Linked DNA regions of Sus scrofa: region 2 is linked to region 1. The links are chromatin contacts, called in public Hi-C maps. All regions are on one chromosome and are shown on one strand. Each heading gives the region's core, a stretch centred on a gene start, on an enhancer-like site or on the middle of the called end of the contact. The rest is flanking DNA. Distances are from core to core; before and after follow the strand shown.

Region 1 (5,892 bases), core at 1,445-3,944:
CCAGCTGCTCGGCCAGCTCCTTCTGCATGGGCCCCAGTGTGTCCTTGTAGGGGCAGCGGGTGGTCCAGTGGTCGCCCTTGCAGATTCGGCAGGACACGATCTTCTGGCCCTTGAGCTTGTTCATTGGGTCCTCCTCTTCCTGGCAGTTCAGATCCTGGCAGGGCAGGCAGAGGCAGCTCAGACGGGACTGCCGCACCCCCCGCCACTGCCGCCACCACCCTGGCCACTGGCCCCAGCCTCCTGGCCTACTTACCTCTTTGCTGGTGATGAATGTCATGGACACATCATCACTGACCGTGGTGGTGGCCACATTGGGCCCTGGTGGGTCGAACTCTGAGTTCCCAAACTTCTTCCAGTTCTGAGCTCAGGGTGGGATGAGAGACAAGTCAGAGCAAGGCCAAGCAGGACCCCTCTGCTGGCTCCCTAGACTTACAATGTCTGCTCCAGGGCCTTGAACCCCATTCTCCAGCCTCCCCCAAATGACCCTCAGAGCAGTGACAAAGACAGTTCCTGTTCCCTGAGCGCATGCCAGGCCCTAGCTTCACACCAGTTCCAGAGGCAAGGGCAGCTCTAGGCTCCATGCTCCAGATTAGAGGACTGAGGCTCAGGGACAATCCCCTCCACAGCCAACAACTCCTGCTGGGGTGGTGCAGGTAGCGGACCAGCTCCTACCAGGGAGTGATGCTCAAGGGTGCGTAGGGGTCACCCAGACTTCCAGGGGCCCAGAGCTAGCTAAGCAATCTGAACCCTAGCTGCCTCCTCCAGGAAAAGGGACCCCAATGGACCCCCACCTCCCTGGAATTCCAGGGGAACTGAATGGGAAAACGCTTCCTGCAAAGAGCTTGGGTCTAACGCAGAGAAAGCGCACAGGTAATTGTGCCAAATGTATTTACTGCCATGACTTTTTCTGCTACGACCATCTCAGGGGAGGACTTGGCTTTGTTTCTGCTGGCGGACAACCCCCCCTACTCCTGCACATGCTGGGCTTTTCAGGACCCCGACAGAGTGCAAACACCCTTAGGCCTCAGTTCCGCTCCAACAAAATTGGTACAGTTAAGGAGTTCCCATTATGGCTCAGCAGTATCCATGGCTTCGATTCCCAGCCTTGCGCAGTGGGTTAAGGACACGGCATCGCCCTGAGCTGTGGGTTAGGTCACAGGTGTGGCTACGATCACGAGTCGCTGTAGCTGTGGTGTAAGCTGGCAGCTGCAGCTCTGATTCAACCCGTAAACCGGGAACTTCCATATGCCCCGGGCATAGCCAAATAAATACAGGCACTGGGGAAAAGGATTCTTATTTTCTCTGAGTCAGCCCTGGGGGAGGCCCCAAGACAGGATGAGGAGGGTCTTACCTTCCTCCTTGCCACAGCCTTTGAGGCCTTCCGAGTCTCAATTCTGAAGGTGCGGACAATCTGTGGGTAGGAGAGGGGAGAAATTTGAGCTTCCTGCTCCTTAAGGTTCCGAGGGCCTGGGCCAGGGTATCTTCCTCATCAACCCACCCAGCACACACCACTTTCTCCTAGTCCAAGAGCCCCCAAGCAAAGGGCATCTACCTCCTCCCCCAACCTTCACCTTGAATTTCTTGCCGTCCTCATCTATCTTGTACTCGGTCACTGTCTTGATGTTTCCATTGATGACCTCCTTGGGAGGTGGCAGTGGAGCTGGGAGAGGGGGAGAGACAGAGGAACTGAGCCCTGGGTACTGGGGACCAGGCAGGAACTCTGCAGGGGAAGAGGCAACCCAGGGATGGCGGGGAGGTTGTCACTCACCTCCCGGTAGTAGTTCAGGCTCCGGGCTGGTATCCCCGGTGGCCAGAGGGATTCCCTTGAGGAGCTCGCTGGTGACACATTTGTCTGTGAGAGGGAGTGTGGGGAGCTGGGGTCAGCTGGGGGGTGGGGGAGCTCCCAAGCTGAAATGGAGGGACCTTTGGGATGATGCCCCTCCCGGGAGCTAAGAAAGGTGGGACCAAGGGTAGGGGACTAGCCAGGAAGTGTCCTGGGAGAGTCGTGCAGGGACATGGAGCTGACTGTAGTGACTTCCAGCAATGCCCGGCATAGAGGATCCCAGGCATGAAGGCAGGGGCGGGCCAAAGGCATCCCCGTGCTAGTACAAAGACAGGAGAGAGGCTGTGACAACTTCCTCCCCGGAGCAGGGGAGCAGCTAGGCTGGTACCAAGGACTTTGACGGTGGCATGGGAGGAAGAGGGACTGGCCGGTGAACAACTGTAATGGGAGATACAGGCTGGCCTGATGAGGATGGCGCGGGGCAGGGGCTGGCCGTGAAGGGAGATTCTGGGTCAGACAACGGCGCCAGGGTCGGGGTGGTGGGGTTGGAGCAGGCGGCAGTGACGGGCTGGGGGCTGGCTGCGGTGATCCTGGGCAACAGGGCAAACTCACCGTCCTCTCCCTCCTCCTCCACCTGGTCGGCCCAACTGGGCTTCGAACTGCGGGGACAAGTTTGCCGCGGGGGAAGGCTGGGTGAGACGAGGCCCGGATCCCACGGCCTCGGGGCACCCGAGCCCCATAATACGCCCTAGGACCCCCAATCTGCCTCCCAAGCCCCCCTCCACGACCTCATACTCACTCAAAGTCTCCGGTAGGCATAGCTAAAACCTTCCCCACGCAGCCCAAGCCTGGGCCAAAGACCGGAAGGTGGGGAGAACGAGACTTCCGGTTCTGCCGCCTAGAGCAGCCCGGCCGCTGCGCCCACAGTGCCGCCCTGTGGACAGAGGTAGAGGCGCTGGCTTATTAGAGGCTGGGCTCTGGTACTAGGTAGTTGAGTAGAGGCGCAGTTCTAACCATTTTTTTTTGGCCCCGCGGGTGGCGTATGGAAGTTTCCCCGGTCAGGTATCAAATCCCAGCCGCTGCTGTGACCAATGTCACAGCTGTAGCAAGTCCAGGTCCTTAACCAGCAACACCACAGCAAGAACTCATTTATCTTCTTTTTTTAATTAATGATTTTTATTTTTTCCATTATAGCTGGTTTATAGTGTTATGTCAATTTTCTACTGTACAACGAGGTGACCCAGTCACACATACATGTATACATTCTTTTTTCTCACATTATCATGCTCCATCATAAGTGACTAGATATAGTTCCCAGTGCTGTACAGCAGAATCTCATTGCTTATCCATTCCAAAGGCAATAGATTGCATCTATTAACTCCAAGTTCCCAGTACATTCCACTCCCTCCCCCTCCCCCTTGGTAACCCCAGTCTGTTCTCCATGTCCATGATTTTCTTTTCTGTGGAAACTTTCATTTGTGCCATATATTAGATTCCAGATACAAGGGATATTGTAGAGTATGTGTCTTTCTCTTTCTGACTTATTTCACTTGGTATGAGAGTCTCTAGTTCCATCCATGTTGCTGCAAATGGCATTATTTTGTTCTTTTTTATGGCCGAGTAGTATTCCATTGTGTATATATACCACATCTTCTTAATCCATATCTGTCGATGGACATCTAGGTTGTTTCCAAGTCTTGGCTATTGCAAATAGTGCTGCAATGAACATATGGGCGCATGTATCTTTTTCAAGGACAGTTTTCTCTGGATATGTGCCCAAGAGTTGGATTGCTGGGTCATATGGTAGTTCTATATATAGTTTTCTAATTCATTTACCTTTTAAAAAATTTAAAGTTATTAATAACAGGAGTTCCCATCATGGCTCAGTGGAAATGAATCTGACTAGAATCCATGAGGATGCAGGTTTGATCCCTGGCCTTGATCAGTGGGTTAAGGATGCAGCGTTGCTCTGAGCTGTGGTGTAGGTCACAGACGAGGCTCAGATCCTGTGTTACTGTGGCTGTGGCGTAGGCCAGCAGCTACAGCCATGATTCAGTCCCTAGCCTGGGAAACTCCATTTGCCACGGGTGTGGGTTAGGCCCTAAAATCTCCGTATGTTGCATGGTGGTGGATGCGACCCTAAAAAGACAAAAAAAAGTTATTAATAGCAATAAAGCTCAGTTATTGAATTCTGCGAGAACTGTGGAGAGAAAATTATTTCCATTTTACAGCTGAAGAAACCAAAGCTAGTCTTCCTTGTTTGGGAAGAGCTTTCCTACACTTGATCTTAGCCAAAAGGCCGAGAAGCGATGGAAGAGCTTTCCTGATTCAAAATGATCAAGCAGTCAAGTGGCCCCTTCAACCATTCTCCCTCCTTTCCTTTTTTTCCTTTTAGAGCTGCACCTGCAGCATATGGAGGTTCCTAGGCTAGGGGGTCTCATCGGAGCTACAGCTGCTGGCCTACACCACAGCCACAGCAACGCCATATCTGAGCTTCATCTGCGACCTACACCACAGCTCACAGCAACACTGAATCCTTAACCCAGTGAGTTAGGCCAGGGATTGAACCCACATCCTCATGGATATTAGTTGGGTTCCTTATGGCTGAGCCACTATGGGAACTCCATCTTTTTTTGTTTGTTTCTTTTTTTGGCAGTTCTCAGGCCAGGGATGGAACCTGTGCCACAGCAGTGACCAGAGTTACAGCAGTGACAACACCAAATCCTTAAGCCACTGAGCCACTGGGGAAAATCCCTCCCTCCTTTAGTAACATTCTTGGCTTCTCTAATATAATCTTTTCCATTTACTTGTTTATAATCCAGCTGTCCCCCTAGAGCATTCTCAACGGGAGTGATATGGCTCCCAAGAGAGCCAAAATAAATTCTTAGATGGCTTAAAAAAAAACCTTAGACATTGTGATGGCTTATAGCCCTCCTAAGCCAACCCTCCAGGACAAAATATTACTTATGAATATTTAATTTCTATTGTTAGGGGAAAATTAAATGTAATTAGATTAAATTGATTTAAATTAAGGATAGGAGTTCAGTTGTGGCTCAGTGGAAACGAAACTGACTCCCATCCAGGAGTTCCCATCATGGTGCAGCGGAAACAAATCCGACTAGGAACCATGAGGTTGTGGGTTCAATCCCTGGCCTTGCTCAGTGGGTTAAGGATCCGGTGTTACCGTGAGCTGTGGTACAGGTTGCAGATACAGCTCAGATCTGGTGTTGCTGTGGCTCTGGCGTAGGCCAGCAACTGTAGCTCTGATTAGACCCTTAGCCTGGGAACCTCCATATGCCACAGGTACAGCTCTAAAAAGACAAAGGACAAATAAATAAATTAAATAAATTAAAAAACAACAAAACTGACTCCCATCCATGAGGATGCAGATTGGATCCGTAGCCTTGCACAATGGGTTAAGGACCTGATGTTGCCATGAACTGTGGTGTAGGTTGCAGACCCATCTCAGATCCCATGTTGCTGTGGCATAGGCCAGCAGCTATAGCTCCAATTCCACCCCTACCCTGGGAACCTCCATATGCTGCATGTGTGGCCCTAAAAAGACAAAATTAATTAATTAAGGATAATTCCATTTCTCACCTAGAAAGGAGCAATAATGAAAAAATAGTTGAGAAAAACTGCTCACGAATGCCAGCTGCAGAAAGCAGACATTTGCCTATTTGGGTCATCTCTGGGTCCCCAACACCCATGGGGTGTCTGTACTTAGTATGTGTTCAATTAATGGACATTTGGGATGGGACAGGAACCAGATTATAAATAACTTTTTTTTGGCCTCATCTGTGGCATTTGGAAGTTCCCAGGCCAGGGATTGAGCTCATACCACAGTAGTGACTAGAGCCACAGCAGTGACAGTGCCAGATCCTAAACTACTAGGCCACCAGGGAACTCCTAAAAGAATTTTTAAATCAGGTTAAGGAGGATAGGCTCTTTACCCTGCAGGCTGTATGGTCACTGACATATTTTGAGTGGTGACCAATGTAATCAGATTTTCTTATGAGAAAGATTATTCTGGAAGCATGTAGAGAATAGAATGGAAAGGAATAAATAAGTAGGAGACCAGGAAGGAGGCTGGGAAAATGAGTGAAAGA
Region 2 (5,892 bases), core at 1,777-4,276, 59 kb after region 1:
TAGCCTGGGAACCTCCATATGCCGCGGGAGCGGCCCAACAAATGGCAAAAGACAAAAAATAAATAAAAGACAAGAAAAGACTCTTTTAAAAAAAAAAGCAAAAAAATAAATAAAAAGATGCTGCCATAAACACTAGTATAAGTGACAAATACCTCACTGAGGACTAGGCCTAGATTTTGTTCCCAGAGTATTCTACTGGACTTAGGTACCTCATGTTATATAGACCGCTTCTAGAATTTTTCCTTTTCCTTTTTTTCCTTTTTTGGCTGCACCCACAGCATGCAGAAGTTCCCAGGCAGGGATCCAACCTGAGCCACAGCAGTGACCAGGGTGGATCCTTAACTGCTAGGCCACAGGAAACTCCATCAGTTGAGAAGAGTTACACCTTCATTAACAAGGAGATAAGGGAATTTTTCCCTTTTTATGGCTGCACCTGCGGCATATGGAAGTTCCTGGGCGAGGGGCTGAATCGGAGCTGCAGCTGTGGCCTATGCCACAGCTACCACAACATGGGATCCGAGCCACATCTTTGACCAAGGCCACAGCTTACAATAACGCAGGATCCTTAACCCACTGAGCAAGGCCAGGGATGGAACCCACATCCTCACAGGATCCTTAACCCATTGAGCCACAATGGGAACTCCACTAAGGAAGTGATTTAAGGGAATAATGAATGCTATGTTTATGTGTATGTTTGGTACACTGAAATTCAAAATTTTAAGCTGTTGAGAGGGTCACATAAGCTGACAATGTCAATGCTCTGAGGCAGAAACCCAAAACTCCATACCTAAAATACGCAATTCTAGTTCAAAGCAATATGCAACCTAGGGTGAATGGTGGATTGTAACACTCGCCTAAAAACATTCAAATTCAGCCAAACACAATACTTCTCTTGCCCAATAAAAGCCATAGCTGAAGGGAAAGGTTTTGACAAGAAGCAGACCTCAGTGGGAATCCTTGTTTCCTCACAGTGAGCTCCTATGGCAACCACTCTAGAGAACACTTAAGGATTAAGTGAGATAATATAAAATGTTTTATACAATTAGCAGAACTGGGAAAAACCAGATTAGTCAATTAACAGTGCTAACATGAAGGGCTTCATGTGCCAGGGCAGATTGTCATTTAATCCAGCACCACTTTAAAGCCCATGTTAGGAGTTCCCGTCGTGGCACAGTGGTTAACGAATCCGACTAGGAACCGAGAGGTTGCGGGTTCGGTCCCTGCCCTTGCTCGGTGGGTTAACGATCCGGCGTTGCCGTGAGCTGTGGTGTAGGTTACAGACGCGGCTCGGATCCAGCGTTGCTGTGGCTCTGGCATAGGCCGGTGGCTGCAGCTCCGATTCAACCCCTAGCCTGGGAACCTTCAACTCCTAGCCTGGGAACTTCCCTATGCCTTGGGTGTGGCCCTAAAAAGACAAAAAAAAAAAAAGAACCACCCTCTAACTGTGGTTAAGAGGTGGTCTGGGGAAAGGATCAAGATGGCAGAGGAGGCGTTCCCATCGTGGCTCAGTGGTTAATGAACCCGACTAGGAACCATGAGGTTGCGGGTTTGATCCCTAGCCTTGCTCAGTGGGTTAAGGATCTGGCGTTGCCATGAACTGTGGTGTAGGTCACAGACGTGGCTCGGTTCCCACATTGCTGTGGCTCTGGCACAGGCCAGCAGCAACAGCTCTGATTAGACCCCTAGCCTGGGAACCTCCATATGCTGAGAGTGCAGCCCTAGAAAAGGCAAAAAGAAAGAAAAAAAGATGGCGGAGAGTAAGACGTGGCGCTCACCTTCTCCCACAAACACATCAAGAAGTGGCCTGACACTTGAAAGGGAGAGCCAAATTCTCCCAACACCTACTCTTCCCACCCCCAAAGCCCAAATCAGAACTGGCCTGGCACAACTATGGGAAACAAGCACGGGATGGGGGTGGGAATGGCAAAATCAGGTTTCACAAATCTGGTTGGGAAGTGTTTGGGGCTGGTCAAGGATCCTGAGACTAGGGCTCCAAGTGAGATCTGCAAGTTTCAGGAGTGAAATTGATGCCCTTCAGGAACATGAAGCCGGGGCTCAACGGTCTTTCGGCCCATCCATGTGCACCGAATAGCTGTAGCAGGGTCCATATATTAAGTGTTGCCGTCTCACTCCCCCTACACACACGAAACTGGTCGGTTCTCCCTGGCAAGGCTTCCTTATTGCCCACAGCTCACAGGCACAGATTTACTAGCAGAAACCACTCCGCTTTCACTCTGCCCAAGCCCGACTCTCACTGCATGGTCAGAATTCCTTCTAGGATGCTACTTCCCTAACTGTGTGGGGTGATGGAGGGAGCCCCCCGGGGAAGACAGGGCTCGCAAACCTGAGCCGGCCGCGCCCGGGACCCAACCGGCGACGTCGGTCTCTGGAGGCTGCCATCAGGATGCGTAGTGTAGGGGCGCTGAGGGGGGCCCCCCCAAATGCCCCCAGGGACCTGGATGGCCCGACCACCCCCACCCCCCAGCAGACCGGGCACCGGAAGTGGAGGCCGAAGTGCTGGGCCTGAGGGGTATCCTGAGGCCGCGGGTTGCCCACTTCCTGCGCGACCAGGCTGGCGGCAGGGGCCGGGCCCGTGGCTACTCAGGAAAGGGGGTTCCCCACGGCAAACCCAAAGCTTGGTCTACTTTGAGATCAGAAGAGACCCCAAATTCCTAGTCATCAGGGAGCCGTGAGGGGCCTCGGCCCATTTTGGCGCCAAACGGCCAAGGGCGCGCGCGACCGGAAGTGCCACCCTGCCCGCGCCAACTGCCGCCGCGCGCCGCGCCATCCCACGCATGCGCGCCCGTCTGTCAGCGGCCACGGGCTACCCCGAGGGGAAGCAACTCCCCCACCCCCACCGCCTTGCCACCCTCCCACGTTCGCAGTCCCCCGCGGCACCTACCGCCTGCGGACATCGTCAGGCAGTGAGAACGCCCGGGAGGCCAAAGCGGCCACCCGCGCTGGGGCGGTACGGGCAGGCATCTTGGAAGGTGCAGCAGAGACAGCAGCAGCACAGGCAGCCCTGGCTTTTCGCGCGGAAACCGATGGGGAGGGGCGGCGAGCGGAGGCAGCGCGTACCATCCCGGCCCAGGCGTGGGGGAAGGCGGGACGTACCACACTGAGAGAGGCCGTACCACGTGCGGGCCGACTCAGTGGAGCTGGTTGTGCGCAGGGGCTGCGCATGCGCGAGGCGGGCGCGCACCCCCGCGCGGAGAAGTGGGCTGGTCCAAGCTTCTGTTTGCTGGGAGCCTTGCCTGAGACATTCATTCATTCTTTCCCACAAGCTAGGGATAAAATGAGGAGTATCCCCATGGGATTTCCGTGTGTGGGCTCTAGAGTTCAATTACTCAGTTCCAACCTACACCTATTTGCTCACGATAACAACCTTGGGCAGGTCATTTGGATCCAGCCCTAGTTTCCTTATGTCTGTGAAAAGGCTCTAATAACACTCCAGAAAATATTGAGGATGCACAAAATAGCTGGCACCAAAGATCCCACAGGGCAGGGAAATTTGGGCCACTGCCACAGCCCAGGGTGCTTAAAACGGATAGTCTCTTCAACAAATGGTGCTGAGAGGGAGTTCCCACTACAGCGGCTCCAGTGTCTGGTGGAGGCACAGGTTCAGCTGGTGCCGCCATTTAAAAAAGTAGTGCTAAGCAAATCAGATATCTACATGCAAGAGAATAAAATTGGACCCTTAACTTACACCTTAGGTAAAACAGTTAACTCAATGGGAGTTTGAGGTCAGCAGATGCAAACTGCTACCTGTGGATAAACAAGGTCTTAGTCTATAGTACAGGGAACTATATTCAACATCCTGTGATAAACCCTAATGGCAAAGAATGGAAAACAAGAATGTATAGGAGTTTCTTTGTGGTGCAGCAGGTTAAGGATCTGGCTTTGCCACTGCAGTGCCCAGGTCCCTGGCCCAGGAAGTTACACATGCTGCAGCCTTGGTTTAAGAAGAAAAAAAAAAAAAAAGGAGTTCCTGTCGTGGCTCAGTGGTTAACGAATCCGACTAGGAACCATGAGGTTTCGGGTTTGATCCCTGGCCTTGCTCCGTGGGTTAAGGATCCGGCATTGCCGTGAACTGTGGTGTAGGTCACAGATGCGGCTTGGATCCTGCATCGCTGTGGTTCTGGCATAGGCCGGTGGTTACAGCTCTGATTAGACTCCTAACCTGGGAACCTCCATATGCCGCGGGAGCAGCCCTAGAAAAGGCAAAAAGGCAAAAAGGCAAAAAGGCAAAAAAAAAAAAAAAAAAAAAAAAAAAAAAAAGAAAGTATAATATATACCTGAAATCACTTTCCTGTACAGCATAAATTAACACTGTAAATCAATTATACTTATATTTTTTTAAAAGTTAACTCAAAATGGAGTAAAGACCTAAACCTAGACCTAAAACTATGGAACTCCTAGAAGAAAATGTGGGAGGAGAAGGGGCAGCTTCAGGATACTGGGCTTGACAATGACCCCAAAGCACAGGCCACAAAAGCTAACAGACAAATGGGACTACCTTTAAGTGAACTTATGCACAGCAAGTGAATCAAAAGTGGAAAGGCAACCCATAGTATGGGAGAAAAATGTCTACAAACCATGCATCTGATCAGGGCTTAATATCCAGACTACATCAAGAGCTCCTACAACTCGACAAAGACAACTTGATTTTAAAAAACTGGCAAAGGATTTGAATAAGCAGTTCCATAAAGATACAGATGGACAATAAGCACATGAAAAGATGTTCAACATGACTAATCAGGGAAATGCAAATCAAAACCACAATGAGGTCACCTGACATCATTAGGGTAGCCTCTGTCAAAAACAAAAGGGATTGACAAGGACGCGAAGATTAGAACCCATGTGCCCTGCTGGTGGGGATTTAAGAGTAGTGCAGCAGCGGTAGAAGTGTGGAGGTTCCTCAAAGAACTAAAAATAGAATTATCATATGATGCAGAAATCCCAGTTCTGAATATATAGTCAAGAGAATAGAAAATAGGATCTTAAAGAGATTATTTGTACACCAGTCTACACAGTGGCTTTATGCACAATAGCCAAGAGATGAAAGCAACCCAGATGTCCCTGGATAGGTGAAGTAATAAAGAAAATGCAGCATATACATACACTGGATTATTCAGCTTTAAAAAGAAACCCTGTCCTTTTGCGCCAACCTGGATGAAACTTGAGGTCATTATGCTAAGCGAAATAAGCCAGGCACAAAAAGACAAATGCTGGGGCGGGGGGGAAAATCACACTTATTCGAGGTATCTAATTTAGTCACCTCTTAGAGAAAGAGCAATGGGGGGGACCAGGGACTAGGGGGAGGGGGAGCGGGGAGTTGTTCCATAGGAACAGAGTTTCAGTTTTACACAATGAAATCATGTTCAAGCTCTGCTGCACAAGGACATGTATGCAGTTAATACTACTGTACTGTACAATAATGGTTGAGATGGTAAATGCTCTGTGTTTCTTACTACAGTAAAGAAACAAACCATTAATAAGTTAGGGCTGAGTTTAAAAACAAAAAACTATCTGCCACAACAACAAAAAAGCATCAGGGGGCTGGAGGAGTGATGCGCTGGGAGTTTGGGGTTAGTAGACGCAAACTATTACATTAAGAATGGATAAGCAAGGTTCTGCTGTACAGCGCAGGGAACTATATCCAATCACTTGTGATAGAACATGATAGCAGATAATGAGAAAAAGAATGTATATATGTATGACTGGGTCACTTTGCTGTATAGCATAAATTGACACAACATTGTAGATCAACTATACGTTAATAAAATTAAAAAGCAACTCTGCCAGAATACCACCAAAAAACATCAGGGGGTGGGGGAGGGATGGACAGGGAATTTGGGGTTAGTAGATGAAAACTATTACATTTAGAATGGG

Evidence for each region. Hi-C and Micro-C count contacts between places; a contact is called where the count stands out from the background.
Region 2: a contact with region 1 is called in a Hi-C map of alveolar macrophages, with 2.4 times the contacts expected there. The contact joins the promoter of DNMT1 here to the promoter of EIF3G in region 1. A contact is called at or near these places in 5 of 47 Hi-C or Micro-C datasets (alveolar macrophages, embryonic fibroblasts and undifferentiated spermatogonia) and 1 of 2 datasets of contacts at active chromatin or transcription factors (alveolar macrophages).

Annotation. Positions count from the first base shown.
Region 1 is chr2:68,967,954-68,973,845 of Sscrofa11.1, forward strand. It overlaps EIF3G (eukaryotic translation initiation factor 3 subunit G), which reads right to left and starts at 2,695. Exons shown (of 11, transcript XM_021083783.1): 1 at 2,583-2,695; 2 at 2,396-2,442; 3 at 1,769-1,852; 4 at 1,572-1,660; 5 at 1,352-1,411; 6 at 254-358; 7 at 1-154. The coding sequence starts at 2,602.
Region 2 is chr2:69,026,653-69,032,544 of Sscrofa11.1, forward strand. DNMT1 (DNA methyltransferase 1) reads right to left here and starts at 3,027. Exons shown (of 40, transcript NM_001032355.1): 1 at 2,903-3,027. The coding sequence starts at 2,982.